2 separate regions of the Mustela erminea genome follow, and region 2 is linked to region 1. Evidence: chromatin contacts called from public Hi-C data. All regions are on one chromosome and are shown on one strand. Each heading gives the region's core, a stretch centred on a gene start, on an enhancer-like site or on the middle of the called end of the contact. The rest is flanking DNA. Distances are from core to core; before and after follow the strand shown. Region 1 overlaps LOC116596413. Region 2 overlaps KIF3C (kinesin-like protein KIF3C).

What was found. A called contact is a pair of places that touch in the nucleus more often than the background predicts.
Region 2: a contact with region 1 is called in a Hi-C map of spleen, with 11 times the contacts expected there. The contact joins two enhancer-like sites. A contact is called at or near these places in 2 of 3 Hi-C or Micro-C datasets (fibroblasts and spleen).

Annotation. Positions count from the first base shown.
Region 1 is chr7:121,535,781-121,539,305 of mMusErm1.Pri, forward strand. LOC116596413 reads left to right here. Exons shown (of 8, transcript XM_032353714.1): 6 at 1,035-1,088; 7 at 1,172-1,255; 8 at 1,950-2,006. The coding sequence ends at 2,006. Among named protein-coding and RNA genes, the nearest start is that of GAREM2, 20 kb to the left of the region's middle. Within about 2 kb of position 1,996, the one cell type or tissue checked has open chromatin away from gene starts, as enhancers often do. A contact at or near this core is called in fibroblasts, where this site is marked.
Region 2 is chr7:121,710,610-121,714,417 of mMusErm1.Pri, forward strand. It overlaps KIF3C (kinesin-like protein KIF3C), which reads left to right. Exons shown (of 8, transcript XM_032353109.1): 3 at 1-47; 4 at 1,120-1,238; 5 at 1,703-1,819. Among named protein-coding and RNA genes, the nearest start is that of KIF3C, 25 kb to the left of the region's middle. Within about 2 kb of position 2,267, the one cell type or tissue checked has open chromatin away from gene starts, as enhancers often do. A contact at or near this core is called in fibroblasts, where this site is marked.

The DNA of each region.
Region 1 (3,525 bases), core at 746-3,245:
CCACCAGGCGCCCCTCACTTTCACCTTCTAATTCTTCTCTTGATTCTTTTATTTCAGTTGACTGTTTTTATTTTAATAAATTCTATCTCATTTTTTTATAGCATTCAATTAAAAAAATTTTTTTTAAAGATTCTATTTATTTGACAGAGAGAGACATCATGAGCTGGGAGAAGGGCAGAAGGGGAGGGAGAGGCAGACTCCCCACTGAGCAGGGAGCCCAACAAAGGGCTCCGTCCCAGAAGCCCAGGATCATGACCTGAGCTGGAGGCAGATGTTTACCCGACTGAGCCACCCAGGCGCACCTCTTTTTACTTAAGTGACCTCTACCCCCACTCTGGCATGGAACTTAGCCCCAAGATCAAGAGTTGCACGCTCTACCGACTGAGCCAGCCGGATGCCCCTGCATCGTGTTCTTGCTTTATGGATTCAATATCATGTCCTACCCACGTATATTCATTACATGACATTCATTCATTACAGTGGGTTTGAGGTTTCTCTTTGGTTTTTGCAGTTTTTAAATTTCCTTTTCTTGTTTCTTTGTTAGCTGTTTTCTTCTTTTACGTCACCACACAGATCTGGGTATCTGATTGAAGGCAGGTATCTGTACAGTCTGGGTATCACGTATGTGCATTTTTACTGTCTACGTTTCTCCTGTTTGGTTTCACAGAGGTTTTAGGTAGATTTGGAAACTTGACATATGTGCGTCTGACTTGGTGACTAGAAACCTTCAGCATGGCACCATCCGCAGGGAGCTGAACTTTTAGTTGGTGTACCTCCAAGTGACACGGTTGGTCGCTCTTTTCTCTTGAGCCAGGTTTTCCAGAGACCTTCCTAATCTTCTGCCTGGGTACCTACGTCTGGAGGCCAAAACCGGGGGAAGGGAGGGGGGAAGGCGGAGAGAATCTGAGGAAGCCATCATTCAAGAAGTAGCCGTTCACTGAACCCGCTGCTGTGGACCTCGTGCCTCACCCCACCTTTCCCTCTGTCTGCCTGGTGCCGTTGAGTGTGGAGCCCCTCTTGTTCCATTTCTGCAGCTCCTAAACGTTCAGGAGGGGTGGCAGTACCTCCTGGCTACAAGCGATGATCAGGTACACCCGGGGCACCCAGGACCTCTTACAGAGACTTCCTACTGGTCCCACGTTTGTCTACTGTCTCACACCTGCCATCTCAGTGGTACCTGGTGGCCCTACATCCTGGAACTCTTGGATTCAGGGCAAAATTGCTCACTTCTTACCGGCGCTCCTCTTGGAAAACGGTGAGCTTGTAACTTCCGCTCTAGGAGATTCCCCTCCAGCTGTTGCCCATCTCCCGTTTTTAGAAGACTTAGGTTCAGTATTTGCATTAATAAATCTTTTAATTCTCACAGATTGCCTGCCTTTGAACATTTTATAGTATAGTTGACACAAAATGTTACATTAGTTTCAGAAGTACAACATGGTGATTCTGGAAATCTATACGTTATGCTATGCTCACCGCAGGTGTGTAGCTCCCATCTGTCACCATGCAGCGCTATGACAATGTTGTTGACTATATGCCCTAAGCTGTGCCTTTTATTCCCAAGACTTACCGTCTTGTAACTGGAAGCCTGTATCTCCCACTTAATTTTGCCTGGCTCTGCTTACCAGAAATCCTATAGGATGGGGTGCCTGGGTGGCTCAGTGGGTTAAGCCTCTGCCTTCCCCTCAGGTCATGATCTTGGGGTCCTGAAATCCAGCCCCTAATCAGGCTCTCTGCTCAGCGGAGAACCTGCTTCCCCCTCTCTGCCTGCTGCTCCGCCTACCTGTGATCTTTCTCTCAAATAAATAAAAAATCTTAAAAAAAAAAAAAAATCCTACAGGATGGGATCTCCAGACTGACGGGCTCTAGGAAGTTTCTTGTGACCCAATGAAGACATGCAGTTCTCAGAAATGGTCACAAGGTGGCCCAGTGACTCTATATTTAATTTATAGATGTCCCCCAGCTACCGGGCCAACCCGGAAGAGTTAAAAGTGTTCGATCTTGGTTAATCCCGCAGAGGGGAAAGAGCGACGTAGGTATTTACGCTGAACTGAGGCTCGGAGTGCTTTCTAGCCCCGCTTCTGGAGAAAAGGGAATTGAGAGTCACAGGAGTCAACCCATCTGTCCTGTATCCGGAACAGGCCCTAGGCTTGAATTTTAAAATTCTTATTCTTTTAAAAATCATATTCAAAGTTGCCTTCAAATTGTAATGCACCTGCGCGTGCATGAAGGCGGCAGGGGGCACCAGGAGGCCAGCGCAGCTCCGGCTCAGGGAGTGGAGCGAAAGAAACCGAAGGGAAGTCACCGCGTCACTTACCGCGTGTCCCGGACGCTTGCCGCGTGGGCAGCAGCGCACTTAGCGCCGTGGAAACACAAAGGGCACGAGGGTCCCTGCCCTCCAGAGTGGGAAGGACATGAGCCTGCAGAAGACAACTACTGGCAACCAAGGAAGTCGGCAGTTACGCCCGGTGGAGACGTCGGTCAAAAGTGCTCTCGGCGGTGGGGAGAATCGGGAATCCTTCCCTGCAGGGGAGCGCAATGCCCTTGCTGGGGAGCCTGGGGCTGGCCTTGGAGTTCGAGTCGGACTCAGCCCTCCTCAAGCTGGGACATGCGCACTAAGCATCGCCTGGGACTTCGATTTAAAGGCAGATTCTGATTCAGAAGGGCCGTCCGTGGGTGCCGAGACTCTGCGTTTCTAACAAGCTCCCAGGTGACTCCGCTGTGGCTCATCGGAACCAGCTCAAGGGTGTAGGCACTGGTTCATCAACAAAAAACCGCTCACACTCCAGTCTCAGCCCATACTGCGTTAATCGGGCTGGGTGCAACCTTGGCGTTGGTATTTTTAAAGCGCTTCCTCGGTGATTCTGATGCGCGGTAAGGTTCGAACATCACCGGCGTGGGAGCATGTGTCACCCCACCCAGCACCTGAAGCCCCCGCCGAGAGTCAGAGCCCACCCCACGCTATGGAAGCGGCACGCAAGACTCTCTCAATGGGTCACTGACCATTCCCCCACCTCTGGGGCACGGGCATGCGCTCTGGGCGTCACCAACCAACTGAACCATCTTAGACATCGCAGCAAAAGCTACTGAAAGAAGCCGGGGCTGCGCGGTTCCGACCTTGGCAAGGAGTTTGGCATCGGTGGCAGCCATACTGTTCTCAGAGGCGGCAGTAACCATGGCTGGGGCACAACGTTCAGCCGCAGGAGCCGTCCGGCCTCAGTAGACCAATTCTGCTAAGCCTGATTTGAACAGTGGTCTTGACCGCACAGCCTCTAAAACTCGTCCTTTGGTCCTAGAGGTTGTGAGCTACCCAATGTAATATGAAACCCACACAGAGTCCTTTATGATTAAAGATAATACACCCTGTAAAACCCCTAACACCAATGTGCAGATGAATGAATTGTTATAAGGCAAACCCCCTTGTAAACATCCGTGCCAGATTTTGCTATCCCTGAATATCCCTCCATGTGCCCTTTACAACTTAAAAGATTTATTTATTTATTTATTTATTTATTTATTTATTTATGG
Region 2 (3,808 bases), core at 1,017-3,516, 180 kb after region 1:
CGTCCCTGCAGCAGGAGGTGGAGGTCAAAACCAAGAAGCTCAAGAAGGTGAGAGGCTGGTGGGGGGGGCAGCCTCGGCCCGAGACAGTCACCGACCCCACCTGAGGGGGTCTGTGCTTTAGGGAACTGCTGAAGCCCAGAGTGACTTCGCCGGGGCTGCCGGCCTGAGGAGTGGGGGGAAGGCGGGGGTCCGGGGCTGGGGCAGACTAGAGCCTCTTCTCCTGGGCCAGGCTGGGCCTGGTGGGCTGGGAAGGCCTTCACCTCCAGTCTCCTGCTGCCATCCTGACAGCGGTGGGTAACTTTCCCTGCGCAGTGTCACCAGCGAGTCACGGTTGGGTAGCCAGGCCCAGGACAGGAGTGTCAAGGAGGCCTGAGGAGACGCAAGCCTGGGGGATCTCTGGAGGGGAGCCACAGGCCTCTGTAGACACAGGAAGGAATGAAACTGATCTCCGGAACCCTGCAAAGTCCAGGGCCAGGGAAGGGCGTGGACAGGGACAGGAAGCGGCAAATTCCAGCCCAGATTCTGGGAAGAACCTGGAAAACCCTCTGGGTTGCTGATGTGAGTGGCCCAGAGCAGGCCAGGAGGAGGCCCAGCTGCAGTGGCAGTTTCCAGGGACGTATCTTCCTCTTGGCGGGTTAGGAGCGGGATCGCTCCAGGAAAGCCAGATCATGATCCTGGAGAGGCAGGAGTGGGACAGGTCACCTTCCAAACTGGCTTAGGCCCCCTTCCCTCCAGGACTCCGGCACGGCAGTTCTGTACTTGGGTCCTGACCCGGACTCTTCTTGTAACTAGTGGTGTGACCTTGAGCAACTGTGTCCCTGAGTCACCTCCTCTACCAAAAGAGGGTGTTGGGACTAAAATGTCTCTCGGGTCCCTTTCAGTTTTCCACAAGGTGACAGCCTCGGAGAGGGAGCAGGTAACAGGTCCTAGGGGAGGAGGGACAGGGTGGCCCTTTGAAAAACCCGCCCTCATCTGTGGTAGGGCAGGAGGGAGGAGGCAGGGGCCTCGCCCTGGACTCAGCTGGTGGAGCCTGAGCCTGCAGCATCGGGGTCTGGGCCGGGAGACAGGGGCCTCGCCACCCCACGGCGCAGCCTCTGAGCGGCGCCTGTCCCCGCACAGCTCTACGCCAAGCTGCAGGCGGTGAAGGCAGAGATCCAGGACCAGCACGACGAGTACATCCGCGTTCGGCAGGACCTGGAGGAGGCGCAGAATGAGCAGACCCGGGAGCTCAAGCTCAAGTAGGGCCCCCTCCTCTTCCCATTGCTGGTCCTCCGCTGTCCATCACTACCTGGCCTCTCTCTGAGGGCTTATTCCTTCCTCAAGGCCTCGTTCCAGCCGTCTACTCCCCCAGGAGTCCACATCCCTTAGGAATAAAATGTGTCTGAGGGGGGAGGACGAGTTGCTTATACTGCCTGTTTCCTTCTCCTTCCTCTGCCCGGCCGCAGCGATGAGTCTCCCGAAGTGCATGCTGGGTACTGGCCAGGAGTGACCCCTTGGGCCCTGAGTCCACAGTCTTTGCCCCAGAAACAGGGGTTTCAAGTTCTGTGATTGCTGTAGGGATCCTCACTTCTCCAGCTGTCCGGATTTTCCGTCTCCTCTGTTCCCTTTTGACTTGCCTCTTGACATCTTGCTCCAACCCTCGCGTGCCCCCTGTGGTCTCTCCCTCCCCAGTTTCCCATCTCTACCTCATTCCTGCTCCCAGGTACCTGATCATCGAGAACTTCATACCCCCTGAGGAGAAGAACAAGATCATGAACCGGCTCTTCCTGGACTGTGAGGAGGAACAGTGGAAGTTTCAGCCACTTGTGCCCGCCGGAGTGTGAGTCCCTCACCGCCTGGTCTGGGCGCACCCCAGGTTGGGGGCGGCCAGCGGTCTGCGGTGACAGTGGTTTTCTGTGGATTTGGAGATGGGTAGGAAAGATGCAGGTGGAGGATGGATTTCTCCAACGTAGGCGTCTTCACGAAGGAAGGGTGTTCTGCCCAAAACAAAATGTCTCAGGTGCCCCGTGAGGGACCCAAGGAAGGGAAGAGCGTCTCAGCCTTTTGGCAGTCCCAGTGAATGACAACATCCGGTCAGTCTGGAGAAGATTCATTCATCGGCTGCCAAAAACAGCAACAATAGTTAATATTTGCCTTCCTGTGTTGGGCACTGTGTACAGGACTCTCCAGACTGAAGGTAAATCAGACACGGTCAGAGCTCACAGCCCGGTCCGGAATGCAGGGAAGTGATCAGATCAGGAAATGATAGCGGTGTGACCCAGGCTTGGTCAAGCAGCTCAGCCTGGTGATTCAGCATTTCCACCTGTTTCTCTACAGCCAAGCTGGAAGGGACAGTTTGCATCCGCCGACTTGGTGTATCGCTCCCCCTGCTGGTGGCTTGAAGAATAAGATGCTCCTCAAACCCAACAGAGGGACTGACTGCCTCACTCAGCCCAACCACAGTCCTTTAACTGAAAATCTGTACAGGGCTGTTTAGGAGGCTGAATACCAAAGCACTTTCCTGGGGGTTCTTTGCTCTCTTTATCTTAGGAATATTAATGACAAGATAGCACAGGATTCTCCCCAACACTAGGTGGGAATCTAGCTATAAAGGTCTCTGGCTTCTCCCCAAAACATCAGATGCCTATTTAATCGATCTGCTGTCTAAAAGGCTGGCCCTACCCAAGCTTACACATTGCAGCTTTGTAAGTGGCAAGTTCATGAATAGAGGACTTTTCAATGGTGTCCCTTTGGACTTGACGCAAAGCTTCCAGGAGATTCTGAAAGGAAGCCCAGCTTGAAAGCCACTACTTTAGTGCCCTCTGCTGGAGAGAGATGCTGGTGAGGCTTCTGATTTGTAGGGTTATTGATTTTGTAGTTAGAATTCTGAGTTTCTCAACTTAAGTTTTACAGGGGTGCCTGGCTGGCTCAACTGGTAGAGAATGCAACTCTTGACCTTGGGGTTGTGGATTCAAGCCCCATGTTCGGTATAGAAATAACTTAAAAGTAATTTTTTTTAAAAGATTTTATTTATTGGGCAGCTGGGTGGCTCTGTTGGTTAAGTCACTGCCTTTGGCTCAGGTCATGATCCCGAAGAGTACCAGTATCCAGTCCTGCATCAGGTTTCCAGCTCCACAGGGAGTGTGCTTTTCCCACTGACCTTCTCCCCTCTTGTGCTCTCTATCACTCAAATAAACAAACAAATAAGGTTTTATTTATTTATTAGAGAGAGATCGGGGCAGGGTAAGGGGCATAGGAAGAGGGAGAGGAAGCAGATTCCCTGCTGCGAGCAGGACTCAACCCAAGACCCTGAGATCATGACGTGAGCTGAAGTCAGGTGCTTAACCAACTGAGCCACCCAGGAGCCCCCAAAATAAAAGCTTTGAAAAGAAAAAAGTTTGCAGGTTGAGGAATGTCTTTACATTAGATAGAGATGAGATGAGAGACTCTGAGAAGGCATGTTTTTTAACTTTTTATTTTGAAAACTGAGCATTGCAAGAACAGTGCAAAGAATTCCCATATACCCCGGATGCCTGCTGGCTTTCCTAGCCCATTGTCTCCGTCTCTTTGGCTTTAAAGGTGAAGCTGTGCTCCTGACCTGCTCTTTGTGTGCCTCAACCCCCTCCTCCCCACGCCAAACAGTTCTGGGCAGAACAGGAGAGCTTAGTTGCTTGTGAGGCCCTGTTCCCCCTTCTTCTCTCTCTCCTCTTTTCCCCACCATCCGTCTTGTCTTGCTCGAGGAGAGTAGTGCAAAGAGAGAAAAGGTGTTTTCCTTGCCATCAGAAAGCCTGAAAATTGATCATTTCTCAAAAGCTTCCCACTGGGGCAT